Linked DNA regions of Mus musculus: region 1 is linked to region 2. A link is a contact called in public Hi-C data. All regions are on one chromosome and are shown on one strand. Each heading gives the region's core, a stretch centred on a gene start, on an enhancer-like site or on the middle of the called end of the contact. The rest is flanking DNA. Distances are from core to core; before and after follow the strand shown.

Region 1 (6,358 bases), core at 3,820-6,319, 130 kb after region 2:
TTTTTAACGTCAGATTCTATTTTTTTTTAATAGTTGCCGAATGGTACATGTATTTTGTTTTGTCTCAAGTGAATTTGGCAAATTTGAGCTGTAGAGGATTCATGCATTTCCTTTAAGTTACTGAACATCTGTGAACAGGGTTGTTTGTAATATTATTCGTTATCTTCCTGGAGTCTGTAATGACATGCGCATTTTCATCCCTGATCTTGCTAACTTGTGTTTTCTTTTTGCTTCCCTTAGACATGCTACTAGTTTGTTGATGTTCTAAAATTTTCAGATATTTTAGTTTCACTGATTTTTACTCCTCAAAAAACTTATTCTTAAATTACAAGTAAGAGATGGCTTATTTATACCAGAAAATACTCACATCAATGTTCAGAAATTCAAGATGGCATAATTGTTACAGATATAGAAACTGTACTTTGACTCTGTAACTTCATTTGGTCCTCTAGCTGCACCTGCACACGCATTAAACAACAGTGCATTGGTTCTTTATTGCTGCATTATTTTAACAGCAAATGATCTGGAAGCAACTCTGAGGTCCAAAAGAAAGTCTGTTAAATAAATAATGGTCTAGTTATATTCTGGAATACTCTACTTTAACTATTTAAGAAAGCATCAGGAATGTTTCTATGTAGGAAAATAGAGATCTACAGAGAATGCAAATCAAGATGCAGAGAATATACATCATTTCCCTTGTAATGTGCAAGAGAGCGTGTAAAGGAGTGTGCATGTATTTGCATACAGCATCCATGAAAAGGGCTGTAGCTCTAGCTCAGTAGAGCATTTCCCTAGCATACATAAGGACCTAGGTTCATCCTTAGCACCACTTTAAAAAGTAAAACAGCAAATCGAAAGCCCTATTGTATCTTTTATTTCTTGCATCTTAAACCTTCTTTATTTTAGTTATAGTATTAAGAGTATGCATAGCTGCTGTTTTCGTTTCTCAGAGAATTATTGTGCATATAAAATTATGTGTTTTTTAGAGAAGTTCTAGCCATAGCTGTCCATAATAAAATTCTCCGTCAGTTTTTCACATAATGATTATATCCAGGTCTAATTTCAATTGGATGTATGATTTTTAGTGAAAGAGGTGATAAGAAACATCAAAGACAATGTGGTATAATTTTCTTTTAAAGTTAATATTTAAGAGGTGAGTCATTATATACATCTGTGTTTCAATGAATATAGTTCTTGAAAAAATGAAAAGCTAAAAAGAAAAATGAAAGATCAAGGTATATATACTTACATGGTAATCTACAAAAGAGTATATACGATTTTAAATAGCAGAGATTATGTATATTAAAGATAGTATTTGATAGAAAACACAAAACTTTTCAAGAAAGAATTTGTGAATATAAGAAAAAGAAATAATCCTGAAGGGTGGTACCCTGAAAACCTTATTCTCTATAATTTAAATTTCAATCCAAACCATGTCTCCCAAGTGAGGAGTATGTAGGTAACCAGGTACTAGTTCATAGGCCTTGAACTTGTGTTGGTTTCCATACAAATAAAACAGATATGTAAATTCAAAACAACTCTGTTCTGAGACACAACTACAGCTGAGGCTCTGCAAGATGAGTGTGAAAGGTGGGGAGACCTAGTGAGTGACCCTCTCCGCCCAGCTCAGTTAGAGTGCTCCAAAAGACAGAGGAGTGCTAAGCCGGAAAAGGAGCCGCGCTCCAGTGGGTTTTATTGATTGGATTATACAGCATCGATTGTTCAAAAGCAGGTTTGCTGACTGCTGTAAATTGAACTTATAACGTGTTAGAAGTCTAGATCTACTTTGCTTCTAATAGGCAAATAGAATTTCAATTAATTAACAACAGTGGACTTTATGTTCCTTTCAGTAGTGAGAACTATCATTTGTAATTGCTACTCAATCCTTTGGGTAAAAATGGGAAGAAACTGAATTATAATAGACCCCCTTCTAACACTAAGAGATTCTGATGGCCGATCCTCTGTCTCTTATGACTGTCATGTAAGGATAATTCTTTGGTACTGGTCGTCTTGCCTTTTAGAATCATGCTTTTAACATTTCAGCAGTTTTCCTCCGCTTCCATCCAAGCTGTGTCTCACTCAGGCGCCGCTTCCCCAGCTCTTTTCACTCTGAAAAGGTTTTTTTAATTACTCATAGCCAGGAATACATATGCAAGCTGGAGGATTTGTGCATGAAGTGCCTGCATTCCTTGCTAGGCTCCTGGGTTTTCCACACACTGAGCTTTAAATCTACTTCCTTCTTTCACACTGAAAATTTTTGAAGCTGTTACCTACTGAAGACACTGCATTATGGACACTTGAGTCACATGATCATGGTGTACTTGGTAGGCCCTCAGCCATCCTAGTTATCTGCTATAAAGAGACACAGAAACAGACTTTGAATAATAAGATGAAGAGTTGGAATTCAATAGATGATGGGCTGATCATGAAGATACATTAAAGATAGCAGGAGAAAAAAGATTTATAGGTGACGATGAGCAGCAATAAGTTAATTATCACTAAAGTTGTGTAAGCACCTTGCATTTAAAGAATACACATCTACGTTGGGAAGGTAAATTCTATTCTCCTCTTCATGGTTATTTACCACAGGGATTATGACCGAGAACAGTTTGCTGATAACCAAATCCCACTGTTGGTAATAGGGACTAAACTGGACCAGATTCATGAAACCAAGCGCCATGAAGTTTTAATCAGGACTGCTTTCCTGGCTGAGGACTTCAATGCTGAAGAGATTAATTTGGTATGTACTTTCACCAATGTGTGTCTAGGTTATATTCTAGGCAAAGCAGCTTTATACTCAAATCCGCAGCTCACCAATCCAGAACAAATCAGAGTCAGCCTGTCTAGACTATCACATGAAGGTCTCTTTCACTTTGAACTTGTACACTGGGCTGTTGGAATCCTCAAGCTATATTCTGCGAATAGTACAAATCATAGCCTCTTTTTTGAAAAAACTTAAAAAGCATACCAAACTCAAAATAATCCTATCAATTAAGGCATACATTGGTTATTGTTGTTTTTGGAAGAAAAAAAAAAAGCTCTTAATCCCAGCACTCAGGAGGCAGAGGCAGATGGATCTCTGAGTGAGTTCCAGGAGACAGAGAAAGCCTGTCTCAGAAAACCAAAATAAAATAAAATAAGTAAAATGAAAGAAAAAAACCTCTTAACTGCTTACCACAACTGCTTAATTTGAAGGGCACACAAGCAGATGTATGAGGAAGTTGCACACTGTAAACCAGGAATGTGTCATAAGGACTGATGTATATAAAGTCTTACATATAGAAACTCTGTGATAGCTAGCTTAATTAGAACAGAATGCTAACGAGCTAGGAAACAACGCATATAAACCAATTCCCACTCCCCAGAACAAGACCTCGCCCGCAGCCTCGGAGGTGGAGATGAGTTATCGATGCTCATAAGCAGGATTGCCACGCTGTCAGTACACTGTTGTTCAGGTGTGCAGTGCTGACTGAGCCAGTGGCCAGCACTTGGAGGGCAGCTGTTCTCCAGATGCAGTTGTAAGGTTTACAGGTATCACATCACACGTAATGTAGGTACTTCTAGCTCCATTTTAAAGATGAAGTCAAATAAGGCGCTCCGACTATACAACTTAAGTCCCTTTCCCACTTGATTACCCTTCAACTAAGATTTAAAATGAAGGTGCTTTGAAATCATTTATATCAACAGTTACCCAAAGCTCACTGCATAGTTATATTACCAACAGCACCTATGAATGTTTATAATGACTGCTCTTCAAGTCAGAGCTTTGTGCTCAGAATGCTGGCAGGAGCTCACTGTTAATGCTTTGTTTTGTAATGTGGTACTGAGCCTTACACATGAGAAACACTTTACCACTGAGCTGGAGCCTCCGCCAGATCATTCAAGTGAGTCTGATACCTTTTGCTCAGTGAATTAACATCTGTAAACATTGCCTCTACCTGTCTGGTTCAGTCTCTGCCTGCCCTCCATTGTTTCTTATATTTTATTGTACAGTGGAATGTGCCCCCTGTTTGCATTTACCACCATGGAATGGTCAATGTAAATACCCCGGTAGTCAGTGTTGGATCCTAGTGCTCAAGTGGCTCCCTACCATATAGATTATAAAAGTGTGCTATCTCTGTAGATTAGTGCTGCAGTGACTTTATTTGCACATTATTTGCCATTAAATATGCATGTTTAGTTCCAGTAGTAACTTGAATATGTTTCTGAATGTATCTTTGTCTAGTGCCTACTGGTGTCTCTGACAACCAGCTAGACACATTATTTGTCCTTATCTTACAGAGGCTAGGCCGGCTTCAGCTGTTAGCAAAACCAAAAGATAAGCAGTAGGACAGTCTCCCAAGGACTTACATATGACATGTCTTTAGTTTGTCAGTGTGTCCTTTCACAACACAACAGAAACAATACTAGAAGTGGCTAATGAGGATACAAAAAATTAAAGTGCAGGAAGGCAGATGAATATGAGAATTGAAAATAGAGTCAGACAAGCAAACGTAGAACCTCAAACTGAGACTAATATGGTGGTAGCATTAGTGCTAGCTCACCATTACGCCTACAAAGAAGCCTGAATCCAACACACATGTATCAAGAGTGGAGTCAGGATTTCTCTATGCCTTTGTAAATGCAAATTATTTAACTAAAAGTAGGCACTAGGGTTATTACGTATATAGTCTATTTTCTCATGTGTGTTTATTTAGTTTCTGGTCGTTTTCCACATTCACACAAGCTGTTTAGAGCTTCTGATTTTCAGGCTCTCCCTCAGCCATGATCAATGGCAGATGGCTTTTTCAGCTCCAAAATTTTCATCCTAAAAAGGATGTAGTTTCAGATTTCCTGCTCAACCTAAATTGTGGAGCCCAGTAGTTAATTTTATGGGGGAGATGGCAACTTGTTTGATTGCCATTTGATTTAGGGTTTTTTTTTATTTAGTAATTTTAACTCTTACTTAGAGTCGTCATTAAATGTTCTGATGAGGTAATCAATAACCATTTCGCAAAACCATCTAATGCAGGTCTAAGGTTGATTTCTCATCTGTCCCAACTGGTACAGAAATGTGTTCAAACATTATTGCAAATTCAGCAGTGTGTACACGGTGAGATACCCGGGTAGTTAATCCACACATGGGATTATCTGTATTAAATTAAATGTTTCTGTGCTTGAAAATTCAGTCTGATAGCATTTGTAACAATGAGAAAGAGAACTGATGCCCCAGTGCCTGCTGTGTGACAGGCGTGCAGTACCTCTTTGCATTTCACAAAACTCTGAATAGAATCATCTCCGTTTCACAAATGAGTAAGCCCAACTTTAGAGCCATAATGACTTAAGCAGGGTACACAATCTGGAAACGTTGGCACAGATACTTGAAGACAGAGATTACTGGCCTCCAAGATGCTGATTCCCCTAGTATTTTATGATCTTTGGAAACTATTGTAATTATAAGCAGTTAGCCCCCTTTCCTACCTCCCCACTCCTGGCGGGGGGGGGGGGCGGGGGGGGTGAGAACTGTTATAGTTGCTGCCATTGTTTAAAGGGCAATCCTTGAAATGCTGTGTTGACATTGCTACTAAATGGATTAGAAGGAAATATGTGGGCCTGGCTGTTACAGCAAGAATCATTTCAGAAACTGCTCAAGAGGCACGGAGGGCCCACAGATGCTTGCAAGACACTTATCTTTATGAAGGAGTCTGAATGATACCTGTACAATTTGGTCTTGGTGGCATTTGAGGTAAAGATCAAAGCTGACTCGCTGTTATTTACAAGGTGTTGTGATGACTTAGTGTCCCAGGCTGTGCAGCCTCCTCTGAGCTCTGTGCTTCCTACGTAAAGAATCTTCCTAGATAATATATCTATTATTATCAGAACCAGTATGCCTTTTGTTATATGAAGAAAGGGAGAAATTCCTTACAACTGTTTGTTCTTTGGCTAAATCTTATTTTCATGTTTCCAACTATTATACAGACTGCATAGTTCTTAACTCGTTAAACACTTAGTCCCTGGTCTGCAGTACGTGTTTACATAAATCCTGTTGATGTGATTTTGTTAACATATGCAGGTCACCTGATCAGTCCCTTGGTTTTGTTAACAATATGCTAGTAATTAATGATGGGTGTGTGGAGTTAGTATCCTCCAATATTGCTCAGATGACAGGACTAAATGGCTGCACCTTCTTTGCCTTCCTGCTCACGTATCATAATCTGAGTATTGCTTTGTATTTTGTGAGCATTCCGATGACTTATACAGAATGGCACTGGAGCCTCACTCCTGGCTTTTCTCTGTGCGCCTTTGTCTTCCAGGATTGCACAAACCCACGGTCCTCAGCTGCAGGCTCCTCCAATGCTGTCAAGCTCAGTAGATTTTT
Region 2 (6,540 bases), core at 1,703-4,202:
TATTTATCCACTCTATCTAGGAGGGGGATTACCAAATCTATGATGCACTGCTGCCATCTCTCTCTCTTTCATATTCATGGAAGATGTCACTAAAGAATTACTATGTGTTTTCCCATGAGGCCTAGATTAGAATTGCCAGTGTTCTAGTGAGCTGTTCTCAAACTTTAGTATGTATCATAACCACTGAAGGACTTACTAAAAGAGAGAGTACCTTGAACTTTCTCATGTAGTAAGTCTGTGGTAAGGACCAAGAAATTGCACATCTAACCATGTTCCCAAGTACAGCTGATGGTTCTAGGTGTTGGGTGGAGTATCTAGACTCTGAAAAATAAGTATTCCAGTGAACTATTAGCAACCCCAAAGACAGCTGTCCATAGGTAAGATCTGATAGAATCTCATGCTACAATATCCTTTCTCCATGGTTCTACGGAAAATATGTAATAGCTATCTACAGCAGGTTAGAAGCCTGCATCATTTAGACTGGCAAGTATCCTATAAAAGCTGTCTCCCCATCAATTCAGAAAGCTCCACTTTCCAAGATTCTTCCATTCAATATCATATATCCTCCATCACAGATCCCTCGCTTTAGACTTGATTCCAAATGTTCACACTTGACTGTGATATAGCATATCAAGTCAATTCCCAGGCCCACCCTTGATAAAAACAGCTGAAGGGGCTTCTGGCCTTAGAAGATATTTGAATAGGAATCAGGGGGCTTTCCTACAGAGGGTAATGGGTGCATGAACAAAATATAAACTGACTAAGAGACATATTGCTAGCCTTTACCTGCTTCTGTGCAGTCAAGCATTCAATTTATGGAAGAACCAAATGGTTAAAACTTAGGGGGAATGTGTGCCTTTTTAGATACTAAATTTAGACTAGATAAAGTGTATTTTCTAGTAGAATTTTAAAATGACTGATAAAATACTTGATTCAGTGTGATTGTAGTTATAAAAGATTTGTCTTATTTCTTATTATGTGTATTGCAAGAGTCTGAGTGTGGGTATGGGTATGTAGACATAAGTCCAGGTACACGTGAGTGCAGGCACCCATGGAGGCCAGAAGAGGGCATTGGACCCCTTAGAGCTGGAGTCAATTATAGGCAACTGTGAATACTCTCAAATAGGTACTGGGAACCAAACCTGGGTCCTCTGCAAAAACAGTATATTCTTTATAAGCTCTTGTCCACTGAGTCATCTCTGCAGCTCTCATTCTTGTTTTTAATAGGACATTGCTACAGCTTTTCTTGAGTATTTTATATTCACAAAGAGCGTGCTATTTGTTCTCTAGCTTCTCCCAGTGCTCCTGATTCATCCTGTGTCATGGTTTCCCACACTTTCTTTGGCAGTAAAATCTTTTACCAAACAAAACTCTTACGATAGAAGACTCAGTCAACAACAGTGCTCACGTGGCAAACACAAACACAGGCAGAGAGCTTCAAAGAGTGACTATCAAGCTCTTTAATGCAGGGATTGTTCCCAAGGCTCTCCTTGTGGAGAGGGAAACCAATAAAGGAAGATGGGAATTCTTCAAGACTGAAAAGTTCACTGCTTCCTCTGAACATGAAGAAGCAAAAGGTGATGGGGGTTGGGGGTGGGCAGAATGGTTGCCAAAACCTAGAGGAGGAGAAGCTATAGCTGGAGTAGAGGGCTGCCAGATAAAAACTGCACTGTGGTAGATGTAAACAACCATTGTCAAACCACAGCCTCAAAAGGAAAGCGTCAGGGGAGCTTATGTTCTACTTCTTCCCCTTTTGCCTTCAGTGTCCGTGATACTTCTCTGGTTGGCTGGTCCCAGGGAAATACTAGAGGACAAGGAAACCCAGCTGATGGGATTTATCAGAAAACAGTCTCCTACGCAACATGGAGCAAGGCAAGGAAAAAAAAAAAAAAGAAAGAAAAGAAAACCAAAAAAAAAAAGAAGAAGAAGAAAGAAAAGAAAAAGAAAACAGGCCAACAAAGAGCATGCAGCACAAAACACAAGATTCATAGGACAGAGTTTCTCCTGCTGAATCAGGATGGAGAAGTTCAGAGCCAACACAATTCCTCTCTCTATACTTACGCATTCTGGCCACAGAATTTCTGGGGCACCTTTGTTAGATTCTGGTTTAATCCTTACATTATGAATCCCTCAGTCACCACCACCAAGAGTCTCATAAAAATATAATGTGTTTATATGCTCTGAACCACTGAACCATCTCTCCAGCTCCCGTTTTGCTCTTTATAAGACACTGCTACAGTTTTTCTTGAGTATTTTACATTCTCAGAGTGTGATATTGTTCTCTCATATCTCCCGACACTCCTGATTCATCCAGTGTCATGATTTTCCAGATTTTATTTAGCAATAAAGTCTTAGGATAGAAGAGTCAGTCAGCCAGAGTGCTCATAGTGTTCTGTAAGCTCTGAATCTGGAGTTACCATACTGCAAGGTGACGAGCAACAGGTAGGACCCTATGTGTGTAATCACACAGATGTCTATTTGCATATCATATGTGGGCTTATTAAAGATATTTTCCCCCACCCAGAGGCCTTGAATTTATTAAGTGGAACCTTCCCCCAAAACAAATCATGATTTTCATATATACATTGAATTTTAGAAAGGATTTTATACCCTAACATATTAAAATATGTATTTCCTGACAAAAATAAACAAGGAGATAGATGAGAAGAGAGGATTAAAAAAACAAAACAAGATAGTGGTTTAAAAGCCTTAGAAGAAAACCAAACTTATTACTAACCAGAAAAGAGACCACTGAGAGCCTACTGATAACAAAATGCAAACCCTAAAGCTGTCACTGGCGACCAGAAGTAATGTCCTCCAAATATGTTCTGAAGCACAGTCTGACTTCCTTCACAGAGGCTGCCTGCAGGTCTGTCAGCCATTGGGCAGAGTGGTTTGCACACCCTCTGCTGCTATGCAGAGAAGTCGGAGGAGGGAAGCCAAAACTGAGACAGGGATGGGCAGGGATGGAGAGGTGCCAGCACACGGGAGCCAGCCTGTCAGATATTCTGTCACAAGAGCTGCTGCTTAGAACTCCTGGTTCACTGGAAGAAGGGAATTGGGAAGGGTTGATGGTATGGGGGTATGGGAGAAGATGTTGCTTTTAATCTCAGCAGCCAGAGGGGTCTTCACAAGGAGCAAAAATAAGCTAAACAGAAGAGAAAAGACACAGCTGTTCTTTGCTTTCATAGCTCTCCAGATTTCTTATTTTGTCATATGTTGGTGTGGCTGCACAGTCAAAGAAGCATGGATTTCCTTCATGCCAGACACAGTGAGATACAGTCAGGGTATACTAACCCCAGTGGCCCCCTGCACACTCCAACCCTGGCCCTGTGCCCACCTTCACTGCATGTCTCTCTTCTAGACTGCCAACACTTGGATCAATATAAAGCCCTTGTCACACATAAGGTAGAATACAAACCATTTTACGTATATTATCATGTTTAATTCTCAAAGCAAAAAGTATGAGGGGTATTGTTATTGCCACACGGCTCTTCTGATGGGAAAATTAAGAATTAGAAAGGTCAAGAAGCTCTGTGGGAAAATAGTAAGCTGCAATTCGGGCCTTAGGAAGTTCCCTTCAGTAACCAAGTTTGAACACAAGGCCATCTTATCTTGACTGTGTATAGCCAGTATCTCACCTTACTGCTTTGCTTCCTCAGAGACACGGGGATGATTTTTTTTCTTTTTTTTTTTTTTTTTTTTTTTTTTTTGTCATTTACTGGTCATTTAGCCTTTGATTTCCAATTATTTTCTATCAAAGGTGTTTGGCTTTTGTCCTAATGAAGGCTACTCAGAAGCCACCCCGTGGGGTGGCCAGACCTGGTCCACGAAGTAAGGCACACAAGTGGGCCTCTCCTCTATAACCTGAGGCTGCCTCAACTTATAAATGCATTTTCATGTATCTTAATTTTTACAATGGGGTCCCGTTATACAGCCCTCAGACTTGCGATCCTTCTGCCATGGGATTATAGATAGGTATGTTTCCTCACATCAACAGCCCGTTTTCACACCTTACAGTGAACACAGAGCCCTACTTAGAAATGTAGTTCCAGAAAACATAGAGCTCTCCAACACTAAGCAGTCCCTTTAGAAGGAGCTGGACCGTTATCCTGAATCCACGGGTGCATCCACAGAAGCCGATGCTCAAAGCAAAGCTGAGTGAGAGTGAAGAGGAGAATAAGTCACACTTCCAACCACATTGCTTGGAATTTTCAGAGAACTAAGAATGATTGAAATGCTCACACATAGAAATTTGATTACAGGGGCTGGCGAGATGGCTCAGCAGGTAAGAGCACCGACTGCTCTTCTGAAGGTCCTGAGTTCAATTCCCAGCAACGACATGGTGGCTCACAACCACCCGCAACCACATGAAGGCTCACAACCATATGTACAGCTGCAGTGTACTCATATACATTAAATAAATAAATAAATCTTTAACAAATGAACAAACAAAAAGATAAATAAATTTTAAAAATAATTTAAAAAAAGAAATCTGATTACAATTCAGAAAGCTACTAAGATTTCCCTTATTTAGAAATCCGTGAGTTTAGAGTGTTTTTTGGGGGGAGGAGTAGTTATTGAGAATACTTAAAATAGCTGAAGAAAATGGAAAATAAAGACATTTATTTAAAGTCTCTCTTTTAAAATTAGACAATGTTCATTCTTTGTGTGCATATTTTACTATCGTGGGGGTAAATTTTAAACTGCTTGGTTCCTGTGTGTATCATGGAATTTGGTGCCTAGGTCCCATGTCCTTCTCTTCTTTTTTAAAAAACCGTATTTGTGTATGTGAGTATGCTGTAGCTGTCGTCAGACACACCAGAAGAGGGCATTAGCTTCCATTACAGATGGTTGTGAGCCACCATGTGGTTTCTGGGAATTGAACTAAGGACCTCTGGAAGAACAGTCAGAGCTCTTAACCACTGAGCCATCTCTCCATCCCCCATATCCTCTCCTTTCTTTCTTTTTCTAAGTAAGGCTGTAACCACTTTTTAATATGGATATATTCACATATATGCACTCAATCATACTTAAATGAAAATGTTACTTTCAGAAAATTCAAAGTAAACTTCACATGAATCATGGAGGCAGTTACGTTCCTGACTGTCTTTCTTTCTCTACTCAGACCTCTCTTTGTGGCACAGACTTTGTCCTCTGCTCTGAAAAAAAAAAAAAAAAGAGGCTGTACAGAATTACATGTATTTTAAAGGTTTATCAGTGTGGTTATTTGTGAGTTATGTTTTAAAGCTTAATCTCAACCTTGGGATTCCTTTGAGTCTTTGTATTAGGACAAAACTGTTTGTGGAGGTGGGAATGGTAAAATGGCTTAAGCAAGAGTGACTGTGGGAGCTGTCATGAGGACTTTGAACTCCTGCGCATCAAGAGGTCTCAAGCATCAAACAAATCAGAGGACCTGAGTTAAGGTCACTCTCAGTCTCCACCGTAAACATCATTCATCTACCCACGTTCTCAGTTTCTAGGTTTCTTGACAGGAGGGAGATGGAGGGAGGAAGGGAAGGAGACAGAGACAGAGACAGAAAGAGAAACACGCACAGAGTCAGAGAGAGACAGAGAGTCAGAGAGAGAGAGATACTAATTGGTTTGCCAGCCTAAACATCGGTTCTCTTTAAGTCACATGACCACCTCTGTGGTCACTGTACCCAAGCAATATGGGAGCCAGTTATTTGCTACCAAAAAGTTACCAGAGATATATTGAAGATTGTTCTAATAGATTGTTTAGTCATGCATGTGTATGTGACTGGGGTTAAATGTGGGTAAAGAGGAAAATTACAAATATTAATTTATAACCTATGAATTTAGGAAAATCTAAAATGGATGGAAAACGCCCAGTACGTTTATTTAAGGTTTTTAACATTATACATTTGCATGCACATGTGGAGGTTAGAGACAACTATGAGGAGTCAGTTCTCACCTTAGTCAGTTCTACCATCTTAAAACTGGGTCTCCTTGTTTCCTGCTGCGGTGCACAGTACTTCAGGTTAGCTGACCCAAGAGCTTCTTTCTGAGCCTCCCCCCCCCCCCCCCGCCCCCAGAGATCTTCAGCCAATGTTGGTCCATGAGAGCAAATAGAGCAGAGATGATTGATAGGGGTGGGGGTTCGGAACCCCTGTGAGTACCCACAGTAATAACATCCAGGGTGGGCAGAGGTCACTAGCGGAAAGTTAAGGTACTGATACGCCTCATTAGCATGAGAAGAAACATCAGGAATCCTAGGTGCTGAACAGGTTCCTATCAGGAGAAAGGAAGCCTAACCTGTAATCTTTACCAAGGCTACCTGACAGTCCACAGGTAGAGGTGTGTTGGGGTTTTAAACTCCCCCGACAAAATCAGAGAAGGAGAAGCCCTGCTGGTAAAGGGAGTCAGCCATTTTGCAATGAACCCAGAAGGCTATCCAGACAATGGTAGGCTTCAACCTTAATTGGAGGGCAACACCAACTAATTCCCTTGCCTCTGCCTCGAATATCCATGGAGAAGTGCTGGGATACAGGCGCACCTAGGATTTTACATGGATATGAC

Evidence for each region. A called contact is a pair of places that touch in the nucleus more often than the background predicts.
Region 1: a contact with region 2 is called in a Hi-C map of cortical neurons, with 2.0 times the contacts expected there. The contact joins two enhancer-like sites. A contact is called at or near these places in 2 of 39 promoter capture datasets (embryonic stem cells and stem cell-derived epiblast-like cells), 6 of 484 Hi-C or Micro-C datasets (cerebral cortex, cortical neurons, embryonic stem cells and 1 more) and 1 of 9 other capture datasets (pancreatic islet).

Annotation. Positions count from the first base shown.
Region 1 is chr16:37,561,027-37,567,384 of GRCm38.p6, forward strand. Rabl3 (RAB, member RAS oncogene family-like 3) reads left to right here. Exons shown (of 8, transcript NM_001042499.1): 5 at 2,590-2,740; 6 at 6,294-6,358. Among named protein-coding and RNA genes, the nearest start is that of Hgd, 16 kb to the right of the region's middle. Within about 2 kb of position 5,070, at least 23 of the 459 cell types and tissues checked have an H3K27ac peak or open chromatin away from gene starts, as enhancers often do. A contact at or near this core is called in cortical neurons, where this site is marked.
Region 2 is chr16:37,430,694-37,437,233 of GRCm38.p6, forward strand. No RefSeq gene overlaps it. Among named protein-coding and RNA genes, the nearest start is that of Stxbp5l, 49 kb to the left of the region's middle. Within about 2 kb of position 2,953, at least 13 of the 459 cell types and tissues checked have an H3K27ac peak or open chromatin away from gene starts, as enhancers often do. A contact at or near this core is called in cortical neurons, where this site is marked.